Regions from separate parts of the Hordeum vulgare genome. Here region 1 is linked to region 2. A link is a contact called in public Hi-C data. All regions are on one chromosome and are shown on one strand. Each heading gives the region's core, a stretch centred on a gene start, on an enhancer-like site or on the middle of the called end of the contact. The rest is flanking DNA. Distances are from core to core; before and after follow the strand shown.

Region 1 (3,225 bases), core at 318-2,817, 100 kb before region 2:
ACCTCAAGCGTAAGTGTTTTAATAAAACTCATAAAAAACTCCATGGCTATCTCATCCGGACCGCACACGTGGCCCGATTCCATGGACGTCTCGTGCAGTCCCACTGTCAGTGTATTTATTTATACTCACTCAAATCAAAATTCTAAAATATTAGGCTGTCCATAATAGAAGTATCATAGGTAGTATCATAAATAACAACTAGGCAATTTTGATGAGATGACATACAATTAAATGAAGAAAGAAAGGTTGAGTATCATATTAAATGATGTGCTATTAGTAACATACGATACTATGCATCACGAATGTGGTATCATAGACTAATATCATATGCATGATACTAGTATACTACCTCCGTCCACAAATACTTGTCCTAGAGATGAATGAAACTAGACTTATTTTAATTGTAGATACATTCATTATATGCATTTTTAGGACAAGTATTTCCGGACGAAGGAAGTATGATACTACCCATTACAACCAGCCTTAGGCTGCTCATAGTGGAGAGTAACATATGCATATGTTACTATTGTATACGAGTATGATATTACCTTCATAGTGCATAATATCATAAACTAGGATCATATGTGATATTATTTATTGACATGCATGACACATAGTAGTATATCATTTAACATGTTACGGTATCTACCTATGTTACTCTAATCCTCTTTCTCTTCTTTAATTACTTACCACATCAGCATGTTTGCTAGTCCCAAGACTATGTTACTAGCTATGATACCCTTACTATGGCCAGCCTTAGGCTGGTTGTAATGGGAGTATCATAAGTAGTACTCCCTCCGTTCCTAAATATAAATATTTCTAGAGATTCAACTAATGGACTACATACGGATGCATATAGACATACTTTAGAGTATAGATTCATTCATTTTGCTCCGTATGTAGACACCTAGTGAAATATCTTAAAAGACTTATATTTTGGTACGGAGGAAGTATCATGCATGCCAACTAGGCATATTTGATGAGGTGGCATGAAATTAAATGAAGAAAATGAGGATTGAGTATCATATTATGATACTGTATCATATTAAATGTTATGCTATTATGTGTTATGCATGACAATAAATGAACCGTTCTATGATACTAGCACATGATACTACGCATTACAAATGTAGTATCATACACTAGTATCATATGCATGAGTATACGATACTCCCGTTACAACCAGCCTTATACTCAAATCAGCTGCGGGCTGCGGCGCGATGGAATGCGGCGGAAACTGCTGCTGCAGGGAACAGGAACCGTGAGCCGCGGCTGACTCGGACGGAGAATCTATCCGTTCGGAGCGGGACGAGCCGACAAGGTAATCATGCAGCAGCGCACGGATTTTTCAGGCCAACGTGGGCCTTGCGCATTGGTTGCCCGGCGCCACGGCTTTGGGATCAATCCGTAGACGAGCTCGGTTCGGCAGCTGCTTTGTTGGAAGGAAACGCCAATTGGAATTCGCTAGCTTACATTTTGCAGGGATATCGTTTCTTCATCACAATACTCGTAAAACACCAGTAGTCTACTTGTATATTCATGCGCACACCGCACGCCTCCTCATCTCCACTTCTCTACTTGTATCGAGATTTCCTCCAGACGGCTTTGCTTGGGAGTTGGGAAGGCGCAAATCTGTCTCAGATAGTAGTACTGGAAACCTTACCAAAAAAAAAAGAGCTTCTGCAAGGCGTCTGGTACAAATAAGATCCAGGTTAGGATTGCATGCGATAAACCTTGAGAAAATCCACCTTATCCCTTCCCTTGCACCGCCGCCATACCACATACAGATCGCTTGCTGCACCACGACACTGTCGTCCCTTTCAACAGACCGCGACGCCGCTAAAAGATCTGGAAGAATCCGCCTCCCGCAAGTACGCGACGATAAGCTCCAAACCGTCCCGGCCCCACACCACACCCCAGTCCCATACGATTCCTCTGTTTCTGTATAAATATGGCGCGCCACTCCCGCCACTCGCCGCACACAAGAACATCAGCACACAGCTCTCGCACACAGCAGATCAAGCACGCTCTCACTCTTTTCTTGCTCACTTCACTTCAAGTTCATTGATGAGCAGCTGCTTTGAGGCGTCAGCAATGGCCGACCTGATTCCGGGGTTGCCGGAGGAGGTGGCGAGGGAGTGCCTCATACGGGTGGGGTTCGACCAGCTGCCGGCGGTGCGCCGCATCTCGCGGCAGTGGAAGGAGGAGGTCGAGTCGCCGGGCTACGGCCGCCTGCGCCGCGCCGAGGGGCTGGCGCGCCCGGTGCTCGCCATGGTCCAGGCGCAGCCCGAGCGCGTCGAGCCTGGCCCGGCGCACAAGCACTCGTCGGCGTCGGCTGCCAACGGCGGCCCCGCGAACAACTACAGGACGGTGCTGCTGGACCCGGTGGAGGGGCGGTGGGCCCCGCTGCCTCTGCTGCCCGGCCCGACCGGGAGCCTGCCCCTGTTCTGCCAGGTGGCCGCGGTGGACGGCGCGCAGGGGAGGAAGCGGCTCGTGGTCGTCGGCGGGTGGGACCCGGAGTCGTGGGCGCCGACGGACTCGGTGTACGTGTACGACTTCTTGACAGGCGCGTGGCGGAGCGGGGCGCCCATGCCGGGCCCGCGCCGGTCGTTCTTCGCCACCGCGGCCGTTGCCGGGGCAGTATACGTCGCCGGCGGGCACGACGAGGAGAAGAACGCGCTCCGGTCGGCGCTCGCGTACGACCCGGACTCCGACGCGTGGGCCGCGCTCCCGGACATGGCGGAGGAGCGCGACGAGCCGCGCGGGCTCTGCGTCGGCGGCAGGTTCCTGGTCGTCGGCGGGTACCCGACGCAGGCGCAGGGGCGGTTCGCTGGCTCTGCCGAGGCCTTCGACCCGGTGACGGCGGCCTGGGGCACTGTCCAGGAGGGCCTGCTCGAGGACGGCGCGTGCCCGAGAACCTGCTGTGTAGCGCCGGGAGCGGAGCGCATGTACATGCTCCGCGACGGGAACCTCGTGGCGCGCGACGGCGGCCCCTCGGCGGGTTGGCGCACGGTGGCGTCCGTGCCGGAGGACGCCCGCACTGCGTCGACCGTCTCGGCCATCCCCGGCGGACGCGTCGTGGTGATCGGCTCAGGCTGCCACGGAGGCGACCAGACCGTGTACATGCTGCGCGACGAGGCCGGCAAGACCGCGTCCTGGACGCGCGCCTCGGCACCGCCAGAGTTCTCGGGGCACGTTCAGGCCGCATGCTTCCTAGAGATCTGA
Region 2 (2,980 bases), core at 164-2,663:
GATGATATCTTCACGAGCCATCTCGTTTGAGTCGGCAACCACCTTACTAGCACCGTAGTACGAGCTAATGTCCTCTTCGCCGCCATTGTCTCCTCCAGGTGTCGTCCTACTCTGGCGTGCTCTGTGAGTCCGCGTCCTCCCTGCGAGCGATGGGTTGAGAGGCGACCAAATCTTTGAAGTGTCCTTAATCTTCATGAATAGAAGCAATGACGGACTCCACAACAACGATCTCTACCCTCCCCCTAAGAGTTAAATGACATTCACCCTAGGAATCAAGCTGCAACACATCCCAGAAAAATCATGTCTCAGATCCAACAACTATGGGCACACGAATCACACAAGATTAGGCACCATAGCATAATTGGTTCGCAACACTTAGAACTATAACACAGAGTGCAAGGTTCCCAACAGTTTATCCTGATTAGGCCTCCTCGAAGAAGAACTCTAGCCATTCGTCGCCTGCCCCGCTATGGACTGAGATCCACCCATGAAATGAAGTCACACTGCTATACCACAACCACAAGAAGGGGATGAATGGTAAGGGAGATACTATGCAGCGCTGCAGGCGCCCGTTAACGATCCGGCGCTTACACCCTCGTTCGCATGGGCCAGCCCAATAGCGTGATGCTTAGTTTTTTTATCTGTTGTTCTTTTGTTGATCTAGTAGAAAAAAGTGCAGATTTAATCTATGTTACAAAAAAATATGTAATATTTTTTTTTACAGATTTGAAGAAAATGTTCATCTAATTGAAAAAAGTTCTTAACTTTAAAAAAGGTTCATTTATTTCAGAAAAGTTCGTCTATTTGAAAAAAGTTCATTGAAATTGAAAAAAAGTTCATCCAATTTGGAAAAAGTTAATTAAATTTCTAAAAGTTCATTAAATTTGAAAAAAGTTCATAGAAATTCAGAAAAAGGTTCATGTATTTTTGAAAAAAAATTCACAAATATTTAAAAAGATCATTAAATTTGACAAAAAAACATTCGTTTTCAAATATATGTTCACCAAATTTCAAAAAAGTTCATCAACATTCAGAAAAGTTAATAGAATTTTAATATTTTAGAAAAGATTCATAGATTTTCAGAGAAAAGTTCATCAATCTTAAAGAACATTCGTTAAATTTTTTAAAAAATCATCAATATTTAAAAAAACTTTGTAGGATTTCTAAAAAAAATCGTCAACCGGCGCCTTGAAGGCCCGGCCCATTACGAACGCCACATGCGGCAATTACCAAAAATGCATGTTAACTGATGCCTGTGACGCCAAATAGGAAATGTTGAATGGTAACTAGACAAAAAATCTAACACCTGGTGGAAATAAATGTAGAACTCTCTGCAGCGCCACATAGGTCCATCAAACAATTATTGATGATTCACCAGCCCACCCTGCTGCCAGCCATGTCCTACATTAAACCGGGACCTCCTATGCGCCGTTCGTTACGGCAACTGCCAAGCGGACGCGCAGGGGGTCGCCCGACCGGACTGGCCCAGATTTGTTTTTCTACTTTTTTCTGTTCCTTTTTTCTTTTCTTCTTATGTTCTTTTTTCTTTTTTTGTTCTTTTTTCTTTCTTTTTTCCTTTTCTTTTCTAATTTGAAGCAAAAATATTTAGGATTGGAAAAATAATATTTGAAAATTCAGAACATTTTTTAAAACAGCAAACATGTTTTGAATTTTTAATAAATTTTGTAATATAGACAAATTTAAAATTCATGCATAAAATTATAAATCCGTGAACATTTTTTGAATCTAGAAAAATATATTGAAACCATGAACAATTTTCAAATTGTGAACAAAATTTGAAACATGAACAAATTTGAAACCATGAAACATTTTTTCATTTATAATAAAAATCGAAACATGAATAAATTTCAAATTGTGAACAAATTATTAAATTGTGAACACATTATTAAATTGTGATTTTTTTTCAAATTTTGGAACATTTTCTAAAATTTAAGAATCTATACCTATTAATGAAAGAAATATGTATTCTTAGTCCGTCATACTATTTTGCTAAAAAATCCTTGACTTTTCAGATAAAAACCATGATCCAAGAACAAGTTTCTTTTATTATTCCGTCTTTCGTTTCGCGGACTCTCAATTGGACTCTAACTCGGTATCTCTTTCTGTCTTTCCTTAACCGCTCTCATAAATATCGACTTAAGAAAGACGACGAGAAGAGAGAAGAGGTGGATTACGTGAAGGCAAAGGCAGAGATATCCTCTCATCTAGATCAATAGGCACCAGCTTAATTGCGCGTCATCTCCTGGTCTGAGCAGCTTCTCGCGCCGTGAGCTGCGTCACCCAGCGAGGACACCGAGTGTTGCCTGCCGCCTCTGCTTCAAAAGATGCACCGGTCCAACAGGCAGCCAAGGCCGATTGGAATTGCGGAGACGATGTGATGTTCGTGTGAGGAAGCCAACCATGATGCATGAGAAACTAGTAATTCTTTTCTTCTGTGCTTCTACGTGGACAATAAGTTTCGATCATCACGCACTTACCACTTACACTTTGAGATCGTTAAAAGTGATTGTTGAAAGTTGCTCGCCTCTACTCATGCTCTTCATCATCGGCACCGGCCCTGTCCTCACCAGCATATTGGGCGTGTCTGTGTCGTTTGCATCGTCTCCTATCCAGTACAGGCAACACTCACATTTGTCTCTGCTATCTCGTCTGGACGTCGAGCATCGCTGATGCAGTCTACTCGATCACGACCAGGTTATTTGTTAGTGAAGCAAGAATTGTTTATTTGTTTTTCACGTTCTAATTGTGTTAGTCCAAGTTCAGTCTCGCAACGCTGCTATCGACACCATGTTGATGCGCTGCTGGCCAGCGCACGTCAGGATGCTCAGGCTTGTACTTGCTGTTGACATACAGATGAGGCTAGCAGAGACCTATCTAGGCCACGTAATCTCTGGTAAGGGTATTACTGTCAATCCCGAGAGAGTTCAAGTTGTCCTTGATTGGACTCAACCTGAATCGG

What was found. A called contact is a pair of places that touch in the nucleus more often than the background predicts.
Region 1: a Hi-C map of leaf shows a contact between it and region 2, with 2.6 times the contacts expected there. The contact joins the promoter of LOC123412856 here to the enhancer-like site in region 2. A contact is called at or near these places in 3 of 6 Hi-C or Micro-C datasets (leaf and seedling).

Annotation. Positions count from the first base shown.
Region 1 is chr7H:495,937,706-495,940,930 of MorexV3_pseudomolecules_assembly, reverse strand. It overlaps LOC123412856 (F-box/kelch-repeat protein At1g80440-like), which reads left to right and starts at 1,567. Exons shown (of 1, transcript XM_045105802.1): 1 at 1,567-3,225. The coding sequence starts at 2,068. The coding sequence ends at 3,225.
Region 2 is chr7H:495,838,109-495,841,088 of MorexV3_pseudomolecules_assembly, reverse strand. No RefSeq gene overlaps it. Among protein-coding and RNA genes, the nearest start is that of LOC123412856, 100 kb to the left of the region's middle. Within about 2 kb of position 1,413, at least 1 of the 3 cell types and tissues checked has open chromatin away from gene starts, as enhancers often do. A contact at or near this core is called in leaf, where this site is marked.